Linked DNA regions of Sus scrofa: all the other regions are linked to region 5. The links are chromatin contacts, called in public HiChIP or PLAC-seq maps. All regions are on one chromosome and are shown on one strand. The core of a region is the stretch at or near the end of the contact, and the rest is flanking DNA. Distances in the headings are between cores, read along the strand shown.

What was found. HiChIP or PLAC-seq counts read pairs in DNA pulled down with a chosen protein or histone mark.
Region 1: an H3K27ac HiChIP or PLAC-seq map of alveolar macrophages shows a contact between it and region 5. The contact joins two enhancer-like sites. A contact is called at or near these places in 2 of 47 Hi-C or Micro-C datasets (embryonic fibroblasts and liver) and 2 of 2 datasets of contacts at active chromatin or transcription factors (alveolar macrophages and skeletal muscle).
Region 2: an H3K27ac HiChIP or PLAC-seq map of alveolar macrophages shows a contact between it and region 5. The contact joins two enhancer-like sites. A contact is called at or near these places in 3 of 47 Hi-C or Micro-C datasets (adipocytes, embryonic fibroblasts and fibroblasts) and 1 of 2 datasets of contacts at active chromatin or transcription factors (alveolar macrophages).
Region 3: an H3K27ac HiChIP or PLAC-seq map of alveolar macrophages shows a contact between it and region 5, with 14 times the contacts expected there. The contact joins two enhancer-like sites. A contact is called at or near these places in 17 of 47 Hi-C or Micro-C datasets (adipocytes, alveolar macrophages, embryonic fibroblasts and 10 more) and 2 of 2 datasets of contacts at active chromatin or transcription factors (alveolar macrophages and skeletal muscle).
Region 4: an H3K27ac HiChIP or PLAC-seq map of alveolar macrophages shows a contact between it and region 5. The contact joins two enhancer-like sites. A contact is called at or near these places in 4 of 47 Hi-C or Micro-C datasets (adipocytes, embryonic fibroblasts, mesenchymal stem cells and 1 more) and 2 of 2 datasets of contacts at active chromatin or transcription factors (alveolar macrophages and skeletal muscle).
Region 6: an H3K27ac HiChIP or PLAC-seq map of alveolar macrophages shows a contact between it and region 5. The contact joins two enhancer-like sites. A contact is called at or near these places in 1 of 47 Hi-C or Micro-C datasets (embryonic fibroblasts) and 1 of 2 datasets of contacts at active chromatin or transcription factors (alveolar macrophages).
Region 7: an H3K27ac HiChIP or PLAC-seq map of alveolar macrophages shows a contact between it and region 5. The contact joins two enhancer-like sites. A contact is called at or near these places in 2 of 47 Hi-C or Micro-C datasets (embryonic fibroblasts and epiblast stem cells) and 2 of 2 datasets of contacts at active chromatin or transcription factors (alveolar macrophages and skeletal muscle).

What each region holds. Positions count from the first base shown.
Region 1 is chr13:198,739,030-198,741,729 of Sscrofa11.1, forward strand. No RefSeq gene overlaps it. Among named protein-coding and RNA genes, the nearest start is that of RUNX1, 110 kb to the left of the region's middle. Within about 2 kb of position 1,427, at least 5 of the 83 cell types and tissues checked have an H3K27ac peak or open chromatin away from gene starts, as enhancers often do. A contact at or near this core is called in alveolar macrophages, where this site is marked.
Region 2 is chr13:198,825,886-198,828,585 of Sscrofa11.1, forward strand. All of the region lies in intron 1 of LOC106505851 (a long non-coding RNA gene), which reads left to right. Among named protein-coding and RNA genes, the nearest start is that of RUNX1, 190 kb to the left of the region's middle. Within about 2 kb of position 1,421, at least 2 of the 83 cell types and tissues checked have an H3K27ac peak or open chromatin away from gene starts, as enhancers often do. A contact at or near this core is called in alveolar macrophages, where this site is marked.
Region 3 is chr13:198,476,863-198,479,562 of Sscrofa11.1, forward strand. The region is part of intron 1 of RUNX1 (runt related transcription factor 1); the gene reads right to left. Among named protein-coding and RNA genes, the nearest start is that of RUNX1, 160 kb to the right of the region's middle. Within about 2 kb of position 1,354, at least 1 of the 83 cell types and tissues checked has an H3K27ac peak or open chromatin away from gene starts, as enhancers often do. A contact at or near this core is called in alveolar macrophages, where this site is marked.
Region 4 is chr13:198,769,746-198,772,514 of Sscrofa11.1, forward strand. No RefSeq gene overlaps it. Among named protein-coding and RNA genes, the nearest start is that of RUNX1, 140 kb to the left of the region's middle. Within about 2 kb of position 1,281, at least 8 of the 83 cell types and tissues checked have an H3K27ac peak or open chromatin away from gene starts, as enhancers often do. A contact at or near this core is called in alveolar macrophages, where this site is marked.
Region 5 is chr13:199,388,434-199,391,223 of Sscrofa11.1, forward strand. No RefSeq gene overlaps it. Among named protein-coding and RNA genes, the nearest start is that of SETD4, 200 kb to the right of the region's middle. Within about 2 kb of position 1,363, at least 5 of the 83 cell types and tissues checked have an H3K27ac peak or open chromatin away from gene starts, as enhancers often do. A contact at or near this core is called in alveolar macrophages, where this site is marked.
Region 6 is chr13:198,598,037-198,600,736 of Sscrofa11.1, forward strand. All of the region lies in intron 1 of RUNX1 (runt related transcription factor 1), which reads right to left. Among named protein-coding and RNA genes, the nearest start is that of RUNX1, 36 kb to the right of the region's middle. Within about 2 kb of position 1,400, at least 1 of the 83 cell types and tissues checked has an H3K27ac peak or open chromatin away from gene starts, as enhancers often do. A contact at or near this core is called in alveolar macrophages, where this site is marked.
Region 7 is chr13:198,618,126-198,620,825 of Sscrofa11.1, forward strand. The region is part of intron 1 of RUNX1 (runt related transcription factor 1); the gene reads right to left. Among named protein-coding and RNA genes, the nearest start is that of RUNX1, 16 kb to the right of the region's middle. Within about 2 kb of position 1,441, at least 24 of the 83 cell types and tissues checked have an H3K27ac peak or open chromatin away from gene starts, as enhancers often do. A contact at or near this core is called in alveolar macrophages, where this site is marked.

The DNA of each region.
Region 1 (2,700 bases), core at 177-2,676, 650 kb before region 5:
GCTGTTTCTCAAAAGGAGAGCAGTTCTCTGGCCTGGATGGTAGGCCTTTGCTCCCAAATCCTAAGGGCCTGCACTGAAATTCACCCGCAGGAGCCTGCTAAAGTCTCTACACAGCATCCCTTCAGGCCCCATTGAATTAGCTGACTCACAGGTTCTGAGTGGCATGGCAGCCTGGTCCTTCTCTTGTTTTGTACCCCACTCAAAACCAGCACATTTCAAGTCACCTAGTAAAGAGGCTGGAGCAGTGTGCCCAAATCAGGAATATGTTGCCTCCAGAATCCAAAGGCAAGGTGACTCCCTTTTGGTTGTCAGATGGGGCCAAATACAACAACTTATCCTTCATCTCAGAAGGGATATCTCAACATGACTCACCCCACCAGATGCCTAGAAATTTCACTGAGGTAGGAGCAGGAGAGACAGGTATGCAAAAGCCTCTGGGAAACAGATTACGGAGCAGAGGACTCTGGTACCAGAGAAGGTGGCTTTATGTGTGAAGGTACACTTAAATCCAGTCTGTGACAATGAGAATGGTTTGCAAAGTAGAGAAGGGACAAAGGAGAAGGGTTAAGACAGGGGTTCCTGGGAGTTCCCTTTGTGGCTCAGTGGTTAATGAACCTGACTAGGATCCACGAGGATTTGGGGTTTGATCCCTGGCCTCACTCAGTGGGTTAAGGATCCAGTGCTGCCATGAGCTGTGGTGTATGTCACAGATGCGGCTTGGATCCCATGTTGCTGTGGCTGTGGCTGTGACTGTGGCCAGCATCTGTGGCTCTGATTTGACCCCTAGGCTGGGAACTTCCATATGCCATGAGTGTGGTCCTAAAAAGCAAAAAAAAAAAAAAAAAAAAAAAGAGAGAGAGAGAGGAGAGAGGGGTTCCTGGTGGAGTTATTACAATCAGAGGCAGCAAAAAAGTAAAGGAACGTGGGTGTTAGGGACCGTAATTTGTGCCTGTAGGCCTGGAACATAATTTTTCTGGGTGGGATAATGGGAGAAGGTGCTGCTAGAAAAGAGTCATGGAGACTGGACTGTGGATTTCTCAATAGGTGGTTGAAAGCTGTTAGCAAGTTTTCAGTAGGGGAATAGCGGCATGAGATGCAAGCATTAGAAATGATTTTTGTAATCATACATTGAAGGAAGACAACAGTGTCCCAAAGATCCCGCGAGCCATCTGAGTTTGAAGAAAAAGAGAAAAGAGAGAGTCAAAGTTACCTTTCAAATACCTTGCTCAGGTGAGAGGTTTGGTGGTGAAATCCTTCACTGGGGAAAGGTCAAGCTTGGGGCAGCAAGTAAAGATCTGGAGCTCATGAGAGCCATTGAGTCTGGGAAAATAAATGTATGAGTCATGCACATGGAAGGGATAGTTAAAGCCCTGGGAACAAATGAGCCTTCCTAGGAGGGTGTCTAGACTTGAGATGTGAAGAGCTTTGAGGACAAAACCCCGGGGAGCACTAACGTGTAAGACGGAGCCAAGAAAGATGAGTCAGGGAAGCAAAGAAAAGAGGAGCCTTTGGAGAATCAAGAAGTACCATATGAGGCAAACTCAGGGCTGGGGGTGGGTGGAGAGAAATTTCAGGAAGGATTTCAAAAGTAGCTGCAGAGGCTGAGGTCGCAGATGAATGTCCTGGAGGTGGGGTCACATTATCCACATGAGGATGACATGAGGATGACATCTGGGTTTTGGGGGGACACGCTCTCTTAGTCTGCCAGGACTCAGAATATGCAGACTGGGAGGTGGGGCTAGAGCAACAGAAATTTACTTCCTCATCATTCTGGAGGCAGAGGTCCAAGATCAAGGTGCCATCAGGTCTGGTCTCTCCTGAGGCCTCTCTCCTTGGCACGAAGACGGCCGCCTCCTGGTCATGAAGTCATGTGGCCTTTTCTTCACGCGTGTACACTCTCGGTGCCTCTTCCTCTTCTTATAAAGACATCAGTCCTATTGGACTAGGCTCTCACTCTGATAACTCCACTTAATCTTAATTACCCCCTTAAGTGTCTTACCTCTTCATATAGACACACTGGGGGCTGAGTCTTCAGTCCATGGATGAGAAGACACGTCGCTGACTTCTGGAAGCTTACAGACCCATGGAAAGATGGCATCTGTGATGTCTCCATAGTGAATTGGCCATGTGAGGATTCCCTCCAGTAGCAAAGTTTATTCCTGGCTGTTTTATGGTATCGACAGCTGCTGCTCTTTGAGGCTGCGGCATGGTCAAGCCAGAGAGGGGACTTGTGCTCAGGGTACCATGAATACAAATCAACAGGGCTGAGCATGGACCAAACCACAGACTTAGCCTCATAGCACTGGCTCTTGGCCACCTAAGAAACTGTCTTCTCCAGATGCTTTTCTCATTAGGAACTACCTTGAGTCACGATCCCTGCTGACTCAGCAGCTATGGAATTGGTGCTGGACAGCAGAGAAGGGTCATTTCACACCATGATCAGACACCCAAGGACATGCCTGAGGATGGGGCACTCTCTTCCTAGGCTAGGTCTTCTTTGAAATCCCAAACCTCTGCTCCTGCTCTTATCCCTTCCTGAGCCATTCCTCTTCCCTACACTCACACTTGCGGCCCACCAGCCAGTGTTCCCTTTGGAGTGAAAATTATATTGCATTACTTCCCTACTTAAAACCCTCCAGTAGATTTCCATTACATTTATTCTAAAACCCAGAGTCATTGCCAAGATCTATTCTTGCCATA
Region 2 (2,700 bases), core at 171-2,670, 560 kb before region 5:
CCCATACTTACAGCATATGGGGGTTCCTAGGCTAGGGATCTAATTGGAGCTATAGCTTCCAGCCTACACCACAGCCACAGTAATGTCAGATCTGAGCTGTGTCTGTGACCTACACCACAGGTCATGGCAATGCTGGATTCTTAACCCACTGAGTGAGGTCAGGGATTGAACCCACAACTCATGGTTCCTAGTCAGATTCATTTCCACTATGCCACAACAGGAACTCTAATTTCTCCTTTTTCATTTCTTATTTTGTTTATTTGGGTTTTTTCTCTCCTCTTCTTTGTGAGTCTGACCAGAGGTTTCTCAATTTTGTTTACCTTTTCAAAGAACCAGCTCTTGGTTTTATTGATTTTTTTCTGTTTGTTAAATCTCTATTTTATTGATTTCCTCTCTGATGTTTATGATTTCCTTCCTTCTGCTGACTTTAGGTTTTGTTTGATCTTTTTTTTTTCTAATTCATTTAGGTGACGGGTTAAGTTGTTGATTTAAGATTTTTCTTCTCTTTTGAGGGAAGCCTGTATTGCTATGAATTTCCCTCTGAGCACTGCTTTTTCAGCATCCCGTAGATTTTGAGTGGTTGTGTCTTCATTATCATTTGTCTCAAGGTATTTTTTAATTTCCTTCTTGATTTCCTTATTGACCAATTGGTTTTTTAGTAGCATGTTTTTCAGTCTCCATGTAGTAAGTATTTTTTATCATTTCTTTTCCTGTGGTTGATTTCTACTTTCATGCCATTGCAGTCAGAGAAGATACTTGAAATAATTTCTATAATTTTAAATTTGTTGAGGTTGGTTTTGTGCCCCAGTATGTGGTCAATCCTTGAGAATGTTCCATGTGCACTTGAAAATAATGTATGTTCTGATATTTTTGGACATAATTTCCTGAAAATGTAAATTAAGTCTAATTTTCTATTGTGTAATTTGGGATCTATATTGATTTTTTAGGTCTTATGTCTGGTCTTTACCTATATAACCCTACTTTGTGATGATATACATAACTTGAATAGTGAATTTGGGGAATAAAAATTTTATGTTAGAATGAGATTTTATTCAATTGCTGATTGTGACAAATTTGCGTTTAATATTTATGAACAAAATAGAGAATGAAGCTTGACTTATTCAGTATTCATTCCCTCCCACTAGCTCTTAACACTTTGGTTTATTTGATATAAATGTGATAATCATCCAAGACTTCTAAAGTTGTCCTAAAAGTGTCTTACTACTGTTGCCAAATTCACAGTGGATTGGACAGATTAAGTTCTCATATTAAGTCATGTACCATAGGCAAATCAAACATATTTAACAAATTTGACCCAGCTGTGAGACTTATAACAAAGAAGAAGACACCTACTCTCCACTAAATTGAGGTCTCAGCTGTCTTATGAAGAACTGGAGCCATCACTAGGAAGTGGATGAACCTGTTGGGTAATATAATTATGCTGAGAAATATGAGCTCAGCGTCAATCATGCCAAAACAAAAAGCCATTGTGTTGAGTTAACAATTTTCAGCCTTGAATGGAAACTGAAACTAAGTAAGCTTAATCAATCACTCAAATCTTTCAGTTACAGAAGTTTATTATTTATAGCTGATTTCTTTTCAAAGGAGTGTTCAGCCTCATATTGGTCACTTTTATGGTTGAGATAGCCACTTGAAAGATTTTACCATTAAAACATTTCTGATCAAATTAATTTTTCCCATATTTTATGAGGTGGAGGTCCCAGCTATGCAATGTAAAAGAAAGTTGGTCAAGGTTTTGGTCTGTCTGCACCTCCACATCCTAACTTTTTGTAAAGTACCACTATGATCCACTTCTAAATAAAGGGATAGATACACATTCTAAGATGCAAATCAGGCTTCCATCAAAGCATGTTCCCTGTACTCTGCACTTGTGGATCATCCTAAGCAGTGGATCCCAAATTTGCTGCTCCTCTGAGAGCCTTTATAGATATCAAAGGCCATCTTTTGCTGCAGGCCAGCTGACTGACTCTTGGGGATGGGAAAAGGGGACAGGTGACCCTCCAGTTGATTTTGATGCATGAGAGAGTTATCTGGACACAAAGCATATGGAGCACCTTTTCAACCCATGTCATGCCCAAGGCTTCAACCATGATTTGACTATGATCCATGACTTCCAAAACTCTACTTTAGATTTTTAACATTTAAGGACTGTGCAATAATGATGACCAATTAGCTGTGGTGGATGAAAGCCATCATTTACAACCACTGAACTGGGTGTTAGGTACTTTCTTATTTCATCCTAGTGACAGCCCAATGAGAAAGTTTTATTTATTTCTAAGAATTAAGAATCTGGGGTTCAGCAAAAACACTTGCACAAGGCCATACAGACAGTAAGTAACAGAACAGTAAGATGCAAGTGTGTGTGTATCACATTCCAAATACAGGTCAGTAGGACAGCCATAAAGGTAACCCAATCCTGGTTCCTTGGAGGAAGGGAATCTAAGCTGTAACTTGGAGAATAAAATGGGGCCTGATTAGGGAGGCCAGAATGGGGTGCTGGAGGGTGGGGAGAGCTTCTAGAAAGGGGGCAAAATAGGAGAGAAAGAGTTTTCTAGGCTAGAGCAGAGGATGGGCGATGGGTAGCATATGCAAAGGTCTGAAGATAAAACATAACATTCTGGTGATCCAGATGAGGAATAACCTGAGATGTCCTCAACTGGCTCAAGTAGATATGGCACA
Region 3 (2,700 bases), core at 104-2,603, 910 kb before region 5:
GAGAAAGGTGTGGAAGAAGTTATGACCAGCCTGTCAGTTCCAGTAAGGTTGGCTCATGGGTTGGGGAGTGGCAGCTTGCAAATGGCATGACGCTGGCAGACATGAACACAGACAGGTCAAAGGCAGCTTACGCAACCTGGAGAAATCTGAACTTGAACGTGAGGGCAATGGGTTCTAGGAGCAACTTGGAATCTGGGAAATACCATAGTGAATACATATTTTAGGAAAATAAATCTGTCAGAGGTGGATAGGTAAATTGGAGGTGGGAGAGAAGGAGCAGGAGAATTACAGCCTGGCCAGGCAAAGACTTTGAGCATTAAGGTGAAACAACAGAGACAGAAAAGGGGGCACTGAGGGGATGGAGGGAGAGGGGTCCCCCATTTCTGGCCCAGGTGCTATAAGTAGCAGTCAAAACCATCAAGACCAGATGGTTTTGGAGGCAGACATCAGGAATCAGCTTGGGGAGTTCAGAACAGAATTATAGGTGCTGGTGGAAAAACAAAAAACACAGAAATGGTGGGATGGGTGTTGGGTAAGCTGAGTTTGGGGTCATTTGTTAGTTTGGCAGCATTAGAAACCCAGCACGCATGCCCTTCCCTCCTCTTACTGTTCTAGGGGGACACGGCCTGCATGCTAATAAGTACATCTCTCTATTTGTGGGGCTCAGTGGCAGGAAGCCACACACTGAAGTCACTGTTCTCCAAAAATCTTATCAGTGATATAGCTGTTTTATTTTGATTTCTGTCTGGTCAGCTTCTTTGCCTAGCTCATGATTGGCTCTGGATCACTGGAGAGCAAGGGTATCTTTTATTGCCCCCCCCCCAAGCCAACGCTATAACTGTCTCATTCTTTTTTGACTCATCTGCACCTGCACACAGACACAGAGCACTGGATTTTGAACACCTTGCCAGTGAGGCTCCCTCCTCTTGAATTCCCTAGACACCACTGCATAAACAGTGTGTATTGTAAGCCCTGGAATCCAGTGAGGTGCAGATTCAGTAGATTTGGGGTGGAGCCTGAGGTCCTGCATTTCCCACAAGCTTTCTAAGATGCCACTGCTGCTGGTCCAAAGAGCCCACTCAGTGTTGGCAAAGCCAACTGCTCAGTATCCAGCAAAAACTATATCTAGCACGTGCTAGACCACATTGCAAATTCAAATCGACATGAAAGCTATCTGGACTTTTCAAACTATTGTGATGGGCTGAATGTTTGTGTCCCTCCCCTCCCCCCCTCCTGCCCAACTCATATGTTGAAGCCCTAAATGCTAATGTGATGGTATTAGGAGCTGGGGCCTGTAGGAGGTCATGGGGTCTAGATGAGTCATGTGGGTGGGGTACTTATGATGGGATGAGTGCCCTTGGACCGAGAGACCGGAGCCTTTCTCTTTTCTCTCTCTTTCTCCTTGTTGCATGAGTACACAGCAAGATGACAGCCAACTACAAGCCAAGAAGAGGGCTCTCACTGGTACCCAACCATGCTGGCATCCTGACCATGGACTTCCAGCTGCCAGAACCACGAGAAATAAATTTCTGTTGTGTAAGCCACTCAGTCTATGGTATTTTCTTAGAGCAGCCCAAGTTGACCAAGACAACCATGACAATAGAAGCTCCCTTTTATCAGTGCGTCTGCCATCAGACCTCAGACTAAGGACCTTACAGGCATTATTCCATTTAACCCTCTAGCAGCAAACAGTCCATAATTACTCCCTTCACTTGATAGATGGAGAAACTGAGATTCAACAATTGGCCCAACCTGAACCCGTGCAGTTTGTCCCTGGCATGCCCAGTCAGAGCCAGCAAGCTAAACCACCTTGCAAGACCGTTCATATCACTATGCTATTATCAAATTTCTCCACTAGTTCTTGACAAGTTGTCTTTAAACGGTGTGACCATTCTTTCTCATTCTAAAGCAGCAGCATCCTCTAGAAGTGTAATGTGAGCTATACATGTAATTTAAAATTTTCTAGTAGCCATATTAAAAAAGGAAAAAAAATGTGTGAAATTAATCATATATTAAAATATATTTTATTTAACTCGGTATATTCAAAATATTTTTATTTCAATATGTAATCAATATAAAATTATTAATGAGATATTTTACTTTCTTTTTCTTTTTTTTTAGTAAGTTTCCAAATTCCTGTGTGTATTTTATATTCACAGTGCATCTCAACTCAGTCTAGCCACGTTTCCAGTCCTCAAATGTCACGCATGGCCAGTGGCTACTGTATTAGACAGTGCAGTTCAAGGGCAACCACTCAAAACACAATTTACTCTGAAGAGCAATTTTGCTACTATTCTGCTTGTGCTCATGTGAGCTCTGTTTTTAACCTACTATTAGTGAAGGCCATTAAGTAATGCATCTTTCTTGAGTCATAGTTTCCCTCCGAGCTGTCCTGAAGCAAAGTTCAGAATTCTATTACAGCATCACTTGATTGACTTGGAGTCATAAGGACACACATACACAATGAAGACAACTAAATTGCAAAGGCCTAAGGACCACTGCCATTGCCACTAATGTACTTTCACAGCCACGGATGAGCCACAAACCCACCTCATACATTGTTCATTTCCACTTAACATTTACCAGCCACTGATGGGGCAGCCTGTACAATATGCTTTGGTTTCTTTGAGCTCTCAAAGAATATTGCCAAAGTGTCTTGACACTTTCTTTTCCAAGACATTTTTTTTTCCCTATGAAATT
Region 4 (2,769 bases), core at 31-2,530, 620 kb before region 5:
CTACTTGTACACACCATGTGATTTATGCTTTCCTTTTGGGAATCTAGCATTTTCGTATGTGTGGGGGAGAGACTATCTACAGTAAAAATCCTGGGTGCTGAGTCCCTAATGAGCTTCCTTGGTGGACAACTTTTCACGTCTGTTATCCCAATTTGATGCTGGAGAAATTAAGCCTGTCGTATGTGATTCCAATGAGAGAGGACTCTTAGAAGGTTGTGCCTGCTTTCCTCTTGACTTTACTTCATGTGCCTTTTCTCTTTGCTAATTTTTCTTGGTATTTTTTTTTCTCACTGTAATAAATTGTAGCCATGAGTATGTCTATCTGCTGAGTCTTATGAGTCTTTCTGGTGAAACATTGTACCTAGGGATGGTTTTGGGGATTCCTGATACAACATGTATTCTTATTTTATGGAATTCATATCATATACTTGGAGAAAGAAGATAGAATGGGCAAAAAAGTTGGGTTAAATGCTAAAGGCATAAAGAAATAAGAGAGGGATGCACGACATATGGGCTTAAGAGAAAGATCACCAGGTGCTGAAACCTCAGGCAGGTTTCATTCAACTGCCTTAACTCTTTTTTTTTGGTATTTTTATGACTTTCTGTTTATACCCATTCTTTACAGGTAACCCCAAGAATTTAAGCACTTTCAAATACATTCCTGAATATCAGAGTTCCCTGTTGGCTCATCATATTAAGGATCCAGCATTGCCACTGCCGTAGCTTGGGTTTGATCCCTGGTCTGGGAACTTCCAAAAGCAATGGGCATGGCCTAAATAAAATAATAAATCAATTCCTGGTAATGACTTAATTCTCTGTCTTCCTAAATTTTTTTCTGTACTTAGCACTGTAGCAATTCACAAAAATACACATTAATTGTCTTTAAATTTCTCAAGATTATTTCATCATTCAATAAATATTTATTGAGCACAGATGTTTTATCATTCCCCAGGTACTATGGTAGTCACTGCTGATTCAAAGATAACTAAAATAAAGCCCTCTCTTGTCCTCAAGGGACTCACTCAAAGGAAGAAAGATGCCAAAGGAAAAGCAGGCAAAAGGACCTTGGTCAGATCACAGTTATGCAATTGCATGTAAGTCTCAGGAGTTTTCTGGCCATCTGAAGCATCATATGCTCTGCCACAGCCATGCTCCCAACAGGTGATCATAGAAAACTGTTAGGTGAGTCAGCACAGGGAAAATGCTGGGGATTCCTGAAATAGCACTGAGTCATGAATCACTGATACCCTGGCTCAGTCCACGAAGCAACTGGAAATGAATAAGCAAAGAAAGTGAACTAATGGTTAGAGGATGGAAATACCCTAAGGGACATTTGTTGAGTCAGTAAAAGAACGTGGAAAAGTTCTACAATCATAGATTCAGATGGAATGAAATAAGAGAAAAAGAGTGTTTTCCAACAGCTTGATCCCCAATTGGAAATTTCTGGCAAATTCCATTCCTCTGGGTTCTTTGGGGAATTGAAGAAAAGAGGGAGAGAGAGGAATAAAATATTGTTCTGATCACAGCAGATTCTAGATTTACATGGTATGAAAATACATAGTACACAGCCAGTGTTTGATGCATGATTTGGGGTTGAGTTGTGAAAGGTAAATTGTAACATAAAGGAAATGAGAACTTCTACATAAGAAAACAACCCTGAGAAACTGCTGGGAGGAAAAATGGGCCTTGGAGGTTGTAAATTAACAAAATAAACATGGATCTTTTTAAACTCTAAATGGGAATTCATATGCACACTTTCTTTCAAAATATTGAGCCTTGGCAAGGTTGAGAGAAAGATCAAAGGGACACTAGACGTTGATAAGTACTGTTTAGTGGAACCTCCCACTAAATTTGGAACTTCACAAATTTTGTGTAAGATAGTTTCTGAAAAATATAACCAGATTTTCCATTGATTCCCAGTGCAAAATCAAAACCAAGGATGTGTGTTTTTTTTTTTTTTAGAAAACCAAAATCTTTCATTTATGTGAAAACCCTATTTAGAAACACAGCAAACCTTTAAAAACACACTTGGAGGGAAAAAAATATTTCTAACAGAACACCATTTTTCAAAATCATTACCATAATGGTAGCATGTTAAGTTAAAAAAATGTTGATTTGGCTTAAATATGTTTATATATTTCAGTTAAATGACGTCAGCCTTGAATACTGACAAGTCCTTTTGGGAAACTCACATTGTCTTCATATTCAGCATAGGAGTTTTTCATTTGTCCTGCTTTCTTCATTTATGAGTCTATTTCTATATATTTCCCTTTAGTATCTGTACCTGTTTAGCAGCCCTGACATAGAGACAAGGTTGAACTTTAATATGGCCACAAAGCTGATAACCATTGGTTGGGCACTGGAATTCCCATTCAAGCTTCATGCTAAGCTGGAGCATCTTACTCTGTTTAATTTTCTCTGCACGATCCACGGGGGTTTATCTCATCCTCATTTTATGGGTAAGGGAAGTAAAGGTTGAAATGTCCACTTGTGCCTCACTTATGGAGAAGGCTCCTTAGCTCTAGACATGAGCTGGATTCTAAGATGGCCCTGCCACCAGGAAAGGGTGCTTCACACTGGGCCCATCCCAATGGTGTCTGCCAGGCCAGCCTAGGATGTTTCACTGCTGGGCCATTGCCTAGAACTGTTCATTCTCAGTGTTTGGAAGGCCACTGAGGGACTCATCCAGCCACACCAAATGCATGACGTCCTAGGATGTTACTGCCTTTCGGAAAGCGGAAGCAGCCTGGCAACCTGGCCAGGATGTGA
Region 5 (2,790 bases), core at 113-2,612:
GAGATCACACCCTTTTCCTGCAAAACCTGAAGTCTAATGACTGGCTGACAAGTCAGGAGCATGGCAGCCTGACCTCCTGCTCCAACTCAGCAGGATTCTGAAAACGATGCCAGCTTCCATGGGATAAGAGCCACATTGTTCAATTTCTCCTCTGGCCCCTGCTGCTTCCTCCCTGGTTGGATCACCAGAGTGCCCCTAACCAACGTCCACCATGCTGATGTGCCCCTCACCGTCTGCTTCAGGAACCCACCCTGATGCCAGAAGTGGTTCCAGAAAGCAAGGCTAATTAATATAATTTCAGAACTGGACCACCCACTGCCCAGCTAGCAGTGAATCTCTATCACGCAGCTCGAGGTTCAAAGCAGCAGAGAACTGGGGCAGGAAATGCATGGCCCGTGCATTTCCACTGGCTGTTTGAGAAATACAAACAGGAAAGAGCCATTCTGAAGAGGTAAGATTGGATGGCTGTTGTCCAGGTCTCTTGATGTTTGGGAGGGTGACAGCAAAAGCCTGAGGATGTTAACCATCAATGAAATGCTAAGTGTGAAAGGCAGAAGTCCTCCTTGCCAGCTCCTAAAGAGACTCAGCCCTCGTATTCAAATTGCAGAGAAAGCTAAGGATCAGGCACAGGACTTATTCATGAAAATAGCAGGGTTCCACGGGATCTCAACCAAACCTGGCAGCTCTGCTTGGACAAAGCTCAGAGCTCCTGGTGGGAAAGAATCATGCCCCCAGTCCCCAAGTGTTTAGGAACAGATAAACTGATGGTTGCCAAGGCTTACACAAATAAGAGCTATCACAGTGAGGAAGCTCAAGGGGGAAGTTTCTAAACTGTCTCCTACCCCAGCCAAGAGAGTAAATCAAAAACGATATCGTATCCTTGGATGGGTTAGAGGGGGAGGTTTGGATTTTGAAGCTTAGAACTACCCTTAAGTACCTACAGGATGCAGAGTGTGGCTGTTATCATATCACCATTGAATTAATCAGTCTGGGCCCTGCAGAACTCACATCGGTCCTGGAGGGTGACAGACTCCTACAGACTTAAACAAGCAGCAGCCACAGCTGGCACTGAAGCTTCCTTACCAGATAGTCTATTTTTTCTTAAACACAGGCTCAGGTACATGGTGTGCAGCCTTTGATCTGGGAACTCTGTCCTTTCATCCCTATCAAAAAGAAGGATCAGAAACAGTTCACATTTGCTCAGAACAGACAACGGTATTCATTTGCAGTGTTGACCCAGGGCTATGCTAACTCTCTTCTCTCTGTCATAATATAGTCTGAGGAGCCCTGGACAAGCTGGGCATTTGCAGGATATCAGGCTGGGGGTGACATCATGTAAATCAGACCTGATGAGCAAGAAGTGTCAAGGATACTCAAAGCCTTCACAAGTCAGACTCATGCCATAAATAAAATGGGAACTAACCATCACAGGCCACATCAGCAAACTTTTTAAAGGTCTAGGGTCTAGGCATTTCAGGATATCTCAGCCAAAGTAAATAACAAATTATTATCTCACCCCTTCTTAAAAAAAAAAAAAGTAAAACTGCAGCACAATAGCCTTTAGGTTTCAGGGACACTAGTTTCACAGTTGGGAATATTGCTCGTATCCATATAACAAGGGATAGAATGGCCATCAAAACAGGGAAATCTCTGCAAAAGTCCTGCCACAGCATAAATGGCCCTATGGCCTAAGCTTCATGGCCCAGCAGACCCTCTGGCATTAGTAGTACTAGTGATGGAAAAGAAACACAGTGTGGAGTTTTTGGCAATCCAAATTGGGAAAATCACAACTCCGAAACTTAAGAGTTCTGGAGCAAACATGTCCACTACATCTAATAACAATATAGCTTTAGAATAAAGAGCACCCCGCATGCTGCTGTCCCCAACCAGGGGACACGAGGTAATCAACCATCCATGATGAGCTGGGTTCCGTCACACCCAGGAAGCCACATACCCAACAGCCATCTATTGTAAGATGAAAGTGGTGCATCCAGATCAGGGCATAAACAAGTTATCCCAGCAGGTACCCCAGATCTCCATGGTATTCACCATTGCTGCATCAGTGCCTCCCCTTAGCTCATACCCATGGCCACATGGGAGGTCCGTTATGACCAGCTGATGGAGCAGGGGAAAGCCCAAGCTTGATTTATCCATGAGTCAGCTGAATACCAAAGGCACAAGCCAAACAAACAGTGGCTGCTGTTCAGCCTCACTTGGAGGGGGCGGCCTTAAAAGATAGTGGTTGGAGGAAACCATCCCAAAGTCAGCACTTTGGATGGCGCGTACTCCATGTTAAAAGGGAACTGGGACTTGGAAATGGCCAGTGTACAGATAACATGAGGTCCTTACACCATGACTGGACTTGGATAGACAGCAACATCTCTGGGTAGTTTATGTCACTGTCTCCAAAATCTAGACAAGCATCAGAACCACCTGTTGAAAAGTTTTAAAGACTGTAAGTCCCTAACCCCCATCTCAAAATTACTGAAATAAATGCCCCAGAGAAGGAGCTCATACGTCTATATTTTATGAAAGATCCTTAAGTGATTCTGCTATTGCTAGTCCTTGAACTGGTATTTGGAAAACATTTGTTTAAGTGATCAGCAATGCCACAAAGAAGAAAAAAAAAATATTAGCAAATACTGCAAACACACAACTAGTCCTATTGTGGTAATCATTTTGCAACATATATGTGTATCAAATCATCGTGTTGTACAGCTTAAACTTAGAGTGTTATATGTCAATTATATCTCATAAAGCTGGGGGGGGAGAAAAATATATAAATTTTTA
Region 6 (2,700 bases), core at 150-2,649, 790 kb before region 5:
AGAGGCAGAACATGAATCTCAAAAAGCCAAACCTCAATCAAGGACCCTCAACCTGACCTTGGCTCTCCCGAGTAAACTTCTGTACTATCATCAGCATCATTCTGAGCAGGTGTACACATGAGGTTGGGGTCTGACTTTCCTTCATGTCTCTCAACACATTTTATTATCTATACACAGATTCTGTGGATTTTAATACCATATAGAAGCCAATCAGCTTTGGAGAACAGAAAGTTTTCTTCCCCACCTCTCTGAAGATATTCTCCAGAGAGTTATTTCCAAAGGGGAAGATCACGAAATAGCTCTCGTTTACACATCTGTTCAGCTAATCCCAGTGTGTGCGTGTCCTGAACAAGTAATAAAAGGAGGGTGTACTGTTAACTCAGTTGGGGGAACAGAGTTAAATACAAATGGGAAGTTTGTATTCTTGCAGAACTTCTGAGAGCCTTTAATGTAGCAATGGGTTTTGTGACTCTTCCAGAAGGGGCTTTGTGGGCAGCAGAAATATACCTGCCATAAGCATCTCCAGGACAAATCTTCTGGGGGCTCTTCTTTGGAAAAAGTCTCTTTGGTAATGCCCCCTCACCCTCTTGAGGAGGCATGTGCCCAAGAAAGTAAGGTGACTTGGTCAGACCCGTGAAACTAGTGAGCCACAGAACTAGGATGAGTGCAAAACCAGTCTGAAGGGGCCCCTTGGCAATAAAGATCTCATCCCTGGGCAGATTGTTCACCTTTTCAAAGAGGCCACTTTGAGTAAATGTCTCTGTGTAGACACAGGCTTATCCAACCTGCCTATGTATTTGAACTACAGCAATCTCTCTTGCAATTTCCAGGCTAGGCACTACACCACAGCCATAGCAACACCAGATGGGAGGTGCATCTGCAACCTATGCTTCAGCTTGCAGCCATGCTGGGTCCTTAACCCACTGAGCGAGGTCAGGGATTAAACCCACATCCTCACAGACACTAGTCAGGTTCTTAACCTGCTGAGCCACATGGAAACTCCTGTACCACACCTTTTTTATTGATTCCTCTGTGGATGGTTCAAGCCATCTCTTGAATGGGCACGGAGAAGGCAGTAGGACATTCCGGGATGTGGCTTGATGGTCTGGGATGTCTGTCCCATGCTTGGCATCAGGACACTCAGAAGGTCCCAGGGAGGAGGGCACAGCCAGCAAGACTTGTACAGTAGAGGGAAGAGGAGGGTGACCAAATGGCAGCTGTTGTAAAATTTGCCTGCGTTCTAGAAAGGGGGGTGGCTACCACATCTTCCCCTCCAGCACATGGCGCCTTTATCTAAGGACTCAGATCTTCAGTAACTTCTGTAGTTGGCCTGTGACTGGGGCTATCCCATAAGTGTAGTTCCCATGTTTCACCTTATTTTAATAGAAAACTTGACTCAGGCTCCAAACAACTGACTCATCAGTGCTCTAGAGGAGAGAAGCTGGTTACAGGAAGCAGTGGACATGTAGCAACATTGGCTCCAGATTGGCCATGTCACCTTGGATTGCAGATGGAGAGCAGTGGGAATACAATCAGCTGTACCTAAGGTCTATCCTTGGCAAACTCATCAAATAGAAATCATTTCCAGTCTGTCTAGCATCCCAGTTTTGTCTCCTTCCTACTGAATGGCTCTTTGCAGGCTTCTGAGGCTGTGATGAGGTGGCCAGGCTACTTGAGCGGTTCTGAAGACTGAACAAACTTTGAGGGTACTCTTGTCATCAAATAAACTCACAACAAAGTTAACCTAATACACATGCAATGGTGTCTGTAATTGCTATTGGATTGCATAGTGTGGAGTCAAACAGCTCCTGTGTTGGAGTCTTTATGATGGAGTCTTTCAAAGACCCAAGCTTAACTCTGCTGTGTCATTAAATAGTTCTCCACCTTGAGTTCACCTCTCTGAACCTCAGTTTTGTCATCTATAAAATGGGGACAACACCTAGCCCATGGGGTTCTTATGAGGTGAATGGGAAATGATGCAAGTAAAACAGTCCTCTCGTCCAGGGCTTGGAATACAGAGGGTGCTCAATAGATGCTCCTTTGTTTCCTCCTTCCTGTATGATCCCTGAGCATACATGGTAGGCACTTGACTTTCATCCAGTTAACCCCTGTGGAAAACCCTTTCTTGTACTTGTTATGAGTACTTGTTATGAGCACTGATATTTGCGTTCATATTTGGGCCACCACCATCTGTGTATCTCACTATGGGTTTGAAGAGCAAGTTCTTTCTACCAGGGGGACATGGCCAATCTCAATAAATCAGCCCTAGTCTTTCCAAGCCTAGGAACTAAGGACCAGTGTGGTCATTTCAGACCCCATTTTGGGGGGCCAGGAGGCTCCAGGCATAAAGGGGCCAAGACAGGAGGCCCCCTAATAGTCCTCCAGACACCCAGGCATCCTGGTCTCTTTCTTGTCCTCCCACAGAGGGAATGGATCTAAGTGAGCTGCCTGAGGGCCTGTAATATCAGAATCTCTGGGCCTTAAACCAGATAGATATTCTCTGCGTGTGTCTGCGGGCTGATGCAAGATGCCCATGACCTTGGGATGGAATGGGAGGCTGTGTAGCTCAGAAAGGGATGAGTGATGGTGAGACAGCAGGTGATGGGATGGCTGAAGGGTGTGAGTGGAGGAGGGGTGAGGGGTGCAAGGAGTGGATGGTGGGGGCCTCCCTCAGAGCTAAGCCGGGCTCACCTGTGCTGT
Region 7 (2,700 bases), core at 191-2,690, 770 kb before region 5:
TCAGCCATTTACTACCAGCAGCAAGATGAGCCAGTCCTCAAGGGTGCATTAGATGCTCATGCTCGACCACAGGAAGGATGGGATTGGGGTTCACATTTTGGATTTGGTTTACCATACTGTGTAAACAGGAAATGGGAAAATCAAGCAGAATGGAGTCTAAGGGAAAAAGGCAAGCCAAATAGAAAGGAAAGGTTCTATGATGGGTAGAAGCCACCTGAGGGTTCTGTGCCAGGCCCCCCTCAGGCTAGTACGCAAGGTGGTGTCATCACAGTCACACTGCACAGATGCGAAAGGGATGCCAGAGAGGGGAGGTCTTCTCCCCAAGGTGACTCTGCAGGAGCAGAGCTGGCCTTTGCGCAGGGGCTCTGCCCTGGTCACAGGAGGCGAGTGGGTAAGGCAGAGAGCATCCGCTCCCCCTGGGCTCTGCTGTACAAGCTGTGTGGTCCAGAGGCAGGCTGGCTTGCTTTCTTTCTTTCTTTCTTTCTTTCTTTCTTTCTTTCTTTCTTTCTTTCTTTCTTTCTTTCTTTCTTTCTTTCAAGGGCTGCACCTGCAGCATATGGATGTTCCCAGGCTAGGGGTCAAATTGGAGCTGCAGCTGCTGGCCTACACCACAGCCACAGCAATGCCAGATCTGAGCCGCATCTGTGACCTATGCCGATGCAGCTCAAGGCAACATCAGATCCTTAACCCACTGAGCAAGGCCAGGGGTCGAACCCATGTCCTGGACACTAGTCAGGTTCGTTACTGCTGAGCCACAAGGGGGAACTCCCCTGGTGGCCTTCTTAACTCATCTTTGCTTCATGCTCCTTTTAAAATTTTAATTAAATGAGGCTTCCGGGGTGTACTTTTCTCACAAAGCTTTTGATGAAAAGAAATGATGGCAGGGACATGCCTCTGGGAGAACGTTAGATGTTTTCAGTATTTACAAACGTCAACATAACTTTAATTACCGAACTGACACGAAGACCAGACCTTTCCTTCTACGAGCCTGGGACAGAGGCACTGTGCCCCCACTGTGCGCTCCCTGTCACTTGCCCTGGATGTTTCCAGAACCCATCACAGGGCCTAGGCCACAGGAGTTTTCCAGGCTCATGTGAGGCCACAGGGGTCAAAGTCCCTGTCTGATTTCGACTCCTTCAGGCTCTGCGGTCTTTATAGAAAAGCAGCTGAGAGAGGAGGCTGTTTTGAAACTCCAGCTGCTTCTGTGGAAATGACCAGTTGGATTCTACACTGACCCGGTGGGGGTGAAATCAGAGCACAAAATGGCAAAAAGCCCTGGCCTCAGGGGAAGCCCACTGTGGGCGTGTCAGCATGGGCCTGGGGCCAGGCCTCCCCAGAAAGAACCAAATAAAGCCTGAGTAAAGTTCAAGTGGAGCTGGGGTCCAGGGAGGAGAAGGAAGCCCGGGGTGGGGGCACTGTAGAAGGAAGAGAGAGATTGGAGAGATAGAGCCTGCAGAAGTGGGGCTAGGGTGGCCAGGCCCTGGGTGTATGCAGACGGCACTCACTAAGCATAAGAAGGGCATTTTCTGAGTCATAAGAGTTTCCCCAGCTATCATCTTCAGTTTACACTACAGAGTTTTTATTTCCCTGTCAGATGCACACAAGGAAAGCAAGTCTTTTGAGCTAACACAGAATCCCCTTTCCAAAGGAGCTTTATTAGTTTATTATTACTTTTTATTGCGAAGAATAATTAGCACGAGCGCCTTTTAATTTGTTCCCATTAAGATGTTTGCATAACAACAATTAGAGGCTGGCGGGGCTCCCTGCTTCTAGGCAAACAGGGGACTCTCCCTGGCTGGGAGCTGGCTTCCAGGGGGGGAAATGTAATTAATTACTGCGTCCTTTGCCACGTGGAGCCCAGGGAGAAAGGGAAGGAACTTTCTGCGCCTCTGTGGTAACTCACTGTAGACTAATCAGATGAAAAATGCCTTTTATACAAATAAGGTTAAAGAGGAAAAAAAGAAAACCTCAAACCCACCTACTTGAGAAAAGGATTTATAATGATGTCAGAAGGCTGGTGACGGGGACTTTCGAAATTACAGATGTTTCTGCAGAAGGATCGAGAGAATTATCCTCAAAGGTCCACCAGTGAGTGGGTCTCTGGCTTCGCAACTGGGACCTGTGGTGTGGGAGGGTCCAGGTTACAGTGGGGAGAGGGGGTTGTGTGTGTGTGGGGGGTATGTGGCCACTTTTGTTGTCACAGCTGAATCAGCTGCTTCTGGGTAGAATTTTTATCCCAGCCACAGGAGTACCTGGATGTGAGGGTTTGCTGGGAGCTCCACTGAAAACCCTGGCCAGGGTCGAGGTGCTGACAGGCTGGCTCCCAGGAGCTTGCTGGCTTCCTAAAGGATGGACTTGGGTATGAGGTCCCTAATTTGGGGGTGGGTCCTTCTCTGGGTTTTCTGTACTTGGATCCCAGGACATGGACTGGGATGGGGCAAGAGAGGCACCCAGGACATAGAATTTAAGTTGGTGCTGTCTCTCCAAGTTATGCAAGTTCAGGGTCAGCCTTATATGACCCCAAGAGTGAGCACTTCTTTAAGGTTTCTTAAGGAAGCACATTGCTGAATCAAACCAGTCTTATCTCAGATGGACAAATTTGATGAGTTGGCTGGAAAGAAAGACTTAGGCATGGTCTCCCCAAACTCCCACCTCCCAGCCAGCATCTCATCATCATCTTGGGAACAGGTGATTTTGATG